2 separate regions of the Mus musculus genome follow, and region 1 is linked to region 2. Evidence: chromatin contacts called from public HiChIP or PLAC-seq data. All regions are on one chromosome and are shown on one strand. The core of a region is the stretch at or near the end of the contact, and the rest is flanking DNA. Distances in the headings are between cores, read along the strand shown.

Region 1 (3,201 bases), core at 613-3,112, 1.6 Mb before region 2:
CATTCTATTCCTACATCTTTACTAGTTAGGTCTTCTCTAACTCTGTAAAAATATAAGAGCGCCTGGGAACCTAAAGACTATCTCCTGTGCTAGCTGACAACACTGCCCCACATTTTTTTCTCTGGATCAATCTTCAGATAATTTAGGAAACAGATGGTCAGATAATTCCCTAACCAGGTACTAGCCAGGTATATACACACATGACTGGGAAGAAGACTCTATCCATATAATGTATTTCTCTTCTAAGCAGAAGGACCTGAATTCTATCCCCAGATCCAAGGTTAAAAGTAAAGTGACAGGTGTAGGGCATGTTATTCTAATCCCAGCACTGGAGAGGCGGTGTCACAGGTGATTGGGGTTCCCTGGTAAGCCAGAGTAGTCCAATCACTAAGCTTTGGGTTCAGTCAGAGTCCCTGACTCAGGAAAGCTAAACGTCTCCCAAGATAAGGCCAAATACACACATCTTCATGTAACCCCTCAACAACACAGAATTCACACATGCTCTAAACATTTATGTTTAACATAGTTATACTTTGATTTTAAGAGACAGAGAAATTATACTTTCTAATGTCTAATTGCAGCATGTGAATAATATTAACATCTATCATACTTTAGGCATGGAAGTTTAGCAGTAATGCATAGTTAGTGATATGTGCTGAACATCTTTCAATCTTATGTATGCATTTTAGATACCAAAACTTTAATTTTGAAAGTCAGTGATCTCTGTGGTGGCCAAGGATGCTTTAACTCTATTAAATATAACTGCCACTGGTCAGCAACTCACTACATAGAAACATTCTGCAATCCACATACTGACAAGTTGATAGGTTAGTGAAGCATAATTGTCTATATTCACAAAAAGGCAAATAAATGATGGAATTGGCTTCTCCTAACTAAGGTGATAGGCAGTGAGGTGCCAACCTCTAATTGCCCAAAGAGGGAAGATATTTGTCTAGAGTTTACCAAGGTCTTCAGAGAACAACTTTTTAACTAGCCTCCTTTGAGAAGAGATGTCTAGGAGGTTGCCATCTGCTTCAAACAAACTCTCCACTAAACCCTTTGCTTTCAATATCATCTCTTGCAGAGAGACAGAGACAAAGATACAGAGACAGAGAGACATAGACAGAGAGAGAGTGTGACAGGGACAGGGAGGGAGGAAAACCTTAAGATCTATCCTGCTTCATGTGACTACAAGGCATTGTGCAGTTTCAGATCCAACAAATGCCAGCACCTAAACCAGGTGCACATTCAAGAGTCTGTGTGCCACAAGCTGCCTTTGCCTCTGCTGCCATCTAGCCAGAACAGGATCCTAAGGGTGGAATGACCCTGTTCCCATGGTCAACTGCAAGCCACATAAGACCTAGCACCTGGCCAAATGGTGACAAATGTTTCCTGCGTCCAGTCTAGTAAACTCTCATTTGTGATTTAAAAAAAAAAAAAAAAAAAAAAAGGCATGGTCTAGTGAGCAGCTAGAGAGAGGACCAGGTGTCACTGGAGAAAGGTTTCTTGCTTGAAAGAATATGTGGGTCCTGGCAAGGACACAGCCCTCCTTGGCCTTGAGAGGATCACAGCAAACAGGCTTAACCAAGAGCCCTCCTCCAGACCCTTGCAGCTGGCTGGAAAATGAGCGTGACAGTAAACATGTGTTGCTTCTCTTGGGACCTGACTAATCAGATTACCTGCCTCAGATACATACCAGGGAATTTATGGTGAGGCCGTTTGGAAATTAAGCTCTCTGAAAGGAGGAATGGTTTATCACCATTGTTTGTTAGGGTCTAAAATTACTCTGCATACCTCACCGTCATACAGAGCAGAACATCTCTCACTCTATTGTCCCCTGCTGCAGAGGAGCTAACTGCCAGCCTCGGCTCTTGTCAAGGAGCCCAAACATTATCATTCAAAGGCTGTATTTACAAATGGAGCAGGACGGCAGTAAAACCGATGACCTTGCTGCTTCTGGAATCTCATAAAAAGTTTCCAAGCTGCTCCTCCCCAGAGCAAATAAGGGTGTTGCAGTTGCTAGTCCTCTGGCGGCGCTCCAGCTGGGGCTATTACATTCCTCCCTCATAAACTTTCCTCTGAGCTCTGAATACAGACTTGCCTGCTTGTCTGGGTGCTTAACTCTGGAAGTGCTGCTGTGTTTAGAGCATTTAAAGCGAGATGTAGGAGCAAAGTAGAAGAAAAACAGGGAGAGCGAGAAAAGAGGTGACTGGACACTCCGCTGTGGGCCAGGCACCGCACGGTTTTCTCATTCAAGCTTTGTAACCTATTCACATTGCATTCACCCATGTTCCCATGCCTGGAAGGCTTGAAGGACTGAGACTGGCATGTTTTGTTTCGATACAATGGGCATTGGTGCATGCATGCGTGTGTGTGTGTGTGTGTGTGTGTGTGTGTGTGTGTCCCTTTGACCGACACAATCTAGATTGCCTGCTGATATGGGCAAGGTGGAGGAAAGTCAATGAGAGCGATGAGTCAGAGCAGGGCTTCTGAGAACCTATTGTTTTACTGATGAAGAGAATCTGTCTTAGCTGACAGGTGTCTTTTGCCCTTTCCCCTTCTTACCTCTTTGAACAAGGATGTAGGGATTAGAGGAGCAGCCTTCACTTCATGATCAAAGTGGGGAGGTCCCAAGCAGAAAGACAGCAGAGACAACGCATGGATAGTCTTTGAGAGATTCTCAACTCCAAATCACGAATGCTCAAGTTTACTAGTAACACACACACACACACACACACACACACACACACACACACACACACACACACACACACGGGAGGAGAGATTCTTTATAGTGGTAGAAAGACTAAAAGGAATACTTAACTCTACAGTCTTTGCCTACTGGTATCCTAGTGATCCTGGATGTGCACTCAACTTCCCTTGCGCAGGGAGAGACATTTTTCAAACAATAGGAATGGCAAAGGGTGACAGAATTCCTGAGCTGCAACCATGTGTGTTCTGTAAGACTTATTTAATAGCAGATACAGTCTAGAGAGCTTTCTGGCTAATGAGAGAGCAAGCAGCCCACGAACCACATAACTCTTCCTTATGAGAGAAGCTGATGTGACAAGGAACTGTGGGAAGCATCAAGGAGTGAAGGTCAGCTGGCCCCAGACAGGCGGAAGCTGCTCTCAATCCCTTCTCTGAGGATTCTTCACTAAAGAGGCCTCCAAATGAAAGTGCAGCCCAACCGATACCTCC
Region 2 (3,685 bases), core at 562-3,061:
TAGCTAGATTATACTTGTGTGTCTCACAACATTTAGTAGTAACTTTATATTTATCTACTTACTTAATATTCAATGGAGACTCATATATTTGGTTTTTAGTCTTTGTTTAATGATAAAGAAAGAAGCTCAAAGCATTAAGTAGCAGCTATAAATTGCTCAAGTTGGGCTTAGACCCTGTCCTGTCTAATTTAAACTTACACCCATAGTCACTCTTTCAAGATGATGTAGTAATTGTTTTTATTGTTTTGGGATATATTTTTCTATTTTTTTAACAAGATACTAAGTTACCTTGTTCAGATGAAGAGTTTATGTGTCTTCCAAAACCTCTTTTGTATTCTAATCTAGCCAAATACTATTATTTCCTAGCAAAATAGAAAGTTAACATTGCTTTTATATTTTCCATTTTATTAAAACTAATATTACATTGACCTTCTGTAAAATTAGGGATAGATTATGTTTAAATTTCTAAAATAGTGTCAATTTCATTTGTTTTAAGTAAATATATATTGCTAAATCTATTAAACTGAGCACACATTTTTACAATACCACATTTCTGCCATCATTTTAGACTGAGTAGATTATCAAATTTTTCAGGTAAAGCTGTTGAATGAAGACAGAGGCCATAATTTTCCTGACCATTAACATGTTTTCCTGATAGAGAATAAGGTCATAGTTGCTGAACAGCCAGAATCATGTCTTCTAAGAACTGACTCAGATTGGTGTATCATTCCATGCAAATGAGTAAGTAGACAGCAGTACAAGAAAATATGAATGAGTTATCTTAGCTTGAATCGTTTTCTAAAGTAGAATTTATGAACCCATTTCCTATGTTGTTTCTAAGATGAACAATTAAGGTAGAGTTAGTCTGACTGCTAAAAAGAAGGCCTCGTACCAATAAACAGTAGATTACATTAGTCTGGACAGTGAGGTTATACTAGCTTGCTGGTTTTGTGTTTGTTTGTTTTTGTTTTTCTTAACAGGAACTAGATATAGAATTAACATTTTATGTTACTATTCTAGTTCAAACCATAGTAGTTTCTTAGGCTATCAACCTTTAACTCATTCCAAACTTGTTATTATGGAAAGGGATTTGATTTTTAGTTTCCCAGTAAGAAAGACTGGGAGATAAAGGTTAAGCTTCGGACAACATGATGATATAGGGATTTAGGCTGGAATGTGGTCTGAGTGCCCGGGATTCCGTTTTCACCCCTCAGATTAGTGCTTTCCAATGTGAAATGTCTGCTCCCTCATCACAGGAACCTCATAGTTTACGAGTTAGAGCTTGTTCATTTATGAAGCAAAATAGAACTGCGTAGCTTGGCCACATATCAATTCCTGTGTTACAGTTTCCCCTTTGTCCAATGGCTGGAGAAGGACCTGCCTAAGATTTGTCTCTCCTCTGACAATGGGAAAAGATGTGTTTGATCTACAGATACATGATTTTCTAAAATCTGGTTTAAAGAACCACCCTCCCCTTATTTTTCAGCACAAAATATCCACCTTAGTATTTAATCCTTATGGTTTTTTCCAGTGTTGTTTGAACTGCTTCATATGAGTACTTACATTCAAGCACACTCTTGTTTTGCTTTTATTTTGCATACTCTTCTAAGTCTGTGCTTGCTTGACCTTCATTGTTAAGCCTTCACATACCAGTATTAGTGGGAGACAATGGCAAAGTCTGATGCGCTAACTTCTACTGAAAGCTGCTTCCCTTCCCCCATGTCATACTGCCCTTCCTGGGGAAGGTAAAGAGAGCCTCCCTGGTTTAATCACCACATTCCACAAGGGGAGATGTCACTTCACTAGCTTTCCTTTCTGTGCCAGGAAATCAGCTCAAAGTATTTTTCTTCAGATAAGTGAACATGCTTGTCATAGCTTACTTATGCCTGTTAAATCTTTCTATGAAATATTTTACAGGGAAATATGTAAATATTTTGACGGCTTGTGCCATTCTGTTCAGACTGCTTTATAGATTACACATAGAGCCCAAATGAAACAGGAAGGGAAAGCAAGAAGAAATGTCTTAATGCGGCATTTTTTCATTAATAAAGACAGGGGGATCAAAGGATGTTTCTTTATAAATGGACTCTTAATGTAAACACACAGGAAGAATGATATATAACCCCGGGCTGGCCCCAAGTGATGCTGGTATAAAGGAACTACACAGTGAGTTTCCAGTCCAGTATGTCCTCCTACCTCCTCCTGGCAGCTAATATGGAGTCTCCTCTATTAACTCCTTAGGAGTGTAAGGTTTGCAAAATGTACATTAATAGAAATTTTATATATAATAAGATTTTACTGATTAATTGGATTTTAGATGAAAAAAGTCTACAAACTATTACTATATTTCAGAATTTTATGACATTCTTTAATTGATTACAAAGTATAGTCTGTAGGTCTGACCATTCTCAATGTAGCTGGGCAGGGAAAAGGGAGAATTTTACCTTGTCTTTCATATTAAATGGGTAAAATCAAGTCTCATTATAACTTTAGCTATTTACTTTTACTTTCTTGTGGTTATCAAAACAGAGTAAACATCAAAATGTAGCCATGTCATTTCCCTAGGTGTGGCTGGGCTGTGGTTACATGATCATTTCTCTAGTGTCTGTAATGTCTGGGGTTTTAATCAGCTTTTATTTTATTAAGGGGGTAGAAAATACAAGTGCTCTGTCTTTCTGAGGAAAGTCCTGCTGTTCTCCTGTGTGCACTTGATTGTTGATGTACCACTTTCCAGAACTGAAACAAAAGAACAAATCTACAACCTTAGCAACAACCACAATAAATATGCATGGCAAAGAAATAGGAGTTGACAGTTCAGCTGCTGAGCTAAGGCAGGTAAATAGTGAGTTACAGCCAAGGAGCAGTGAGTCCAGCAAGCAGCAGCTGTGCTGAGGATTATTTCCTCCACCATATTTTCTCCATGCTACCAACAGAGGACTCTGAGATCGGGCACAAACATATTACCAAATCGTAGCTCATAAAAATGTTCTGAGGCATAACCATACAGGGAACATCTCAATGTCGAGAGTTGGGGTTGGAGTAGCAATAGAGGATTCTGATTAGGAATTGATTTTGAGTACACTAGGACTCTCAGAAAAACCCTTAAAAGTAGTTAAAAGTTGGTGGTGATCAGCCAAAGCATAACATGTTTTCCAAAGAAATATTAGCTTGGAAGTCGTGATGGTTTTTCAGACTAAAATTTATCAAGAAATTAAGAGCCCTTGAATATGCTATTTTCCTTCTCTTCATAACTAGACTTCAAAATGAAAAGGTTGGGCTGGCAGGATGATAAAGTGGGTAATGGTGTTTGTTCCCAAACCTGACAATCTGGGTTAGATTCCCAGAATCCCCAGGATCCATATGATAAAAAGAGAGAACCAACTCTCATGGGTTTTCATCTGAACCCTTCCTTCCACACATGCACAGACACTGACCTTGAAGGCATATTGCACCATTCTGATATTTGCTATTTATATTTTGCTTTTAAAAGAAGATATTAGCCTGGTCCAAAGCCATACATTTTATTGTAGATGATAAATATATATTATTTCATATCTACATTAAAGTAAGTATCATTGAGTGTGGGCTATACTGTTAATATTGAAGGAACTGATATTTTGGCATCTTGTTAAAGTACACAGATTTACAATTTCTTTGAACTCTACCCTAGATTTACTAGGATACA

The links. HiChIP or PLAC-seq counts read pairs in DNA pulled down with a chosen protein or histone mark.
Region 1: a contact with region 2 is called in an HNF4G HiChIP or PLAC-seq map of pancreatic cancer cells. The contact joins two enhancer-like sites.

The regions. Positions count from the first base shown.
Region 1 is chr2:110,191,277-110,194,477 of GRCm38.p6, reverse strand. No RefSeq gene overlaps it. Among named protein-coding and RNA genes, the nearest start is that of Gm22997, 25 kb to the left of the region's middle. Within about 2 kb of position 1,862, at least 142 of the 459 cell types and tissues checked have an H3K27ac peak or open chromatin away from gene starts, as enhancers often do. A contact at or near this core is called in pancreatic cancer cells, where this site is marked.
Region 2 is chr2:108,621,042-108,624,726 of GRCm38.p6, reverse strand. No RefSeq gene overlaps it. Among named protein-coding and RNA genes, the nearest start is that of Gm39905, 260 kb to the left of the region's middle. Within about 2 kb of position 1,811, at least 57 of the 459 cell types and tissues checked have an H3K27ac peak or open chromatin away from gene starts, as enhancers often do. A contact at or near this core is called in pancreatic cancer cells, where this site is marked.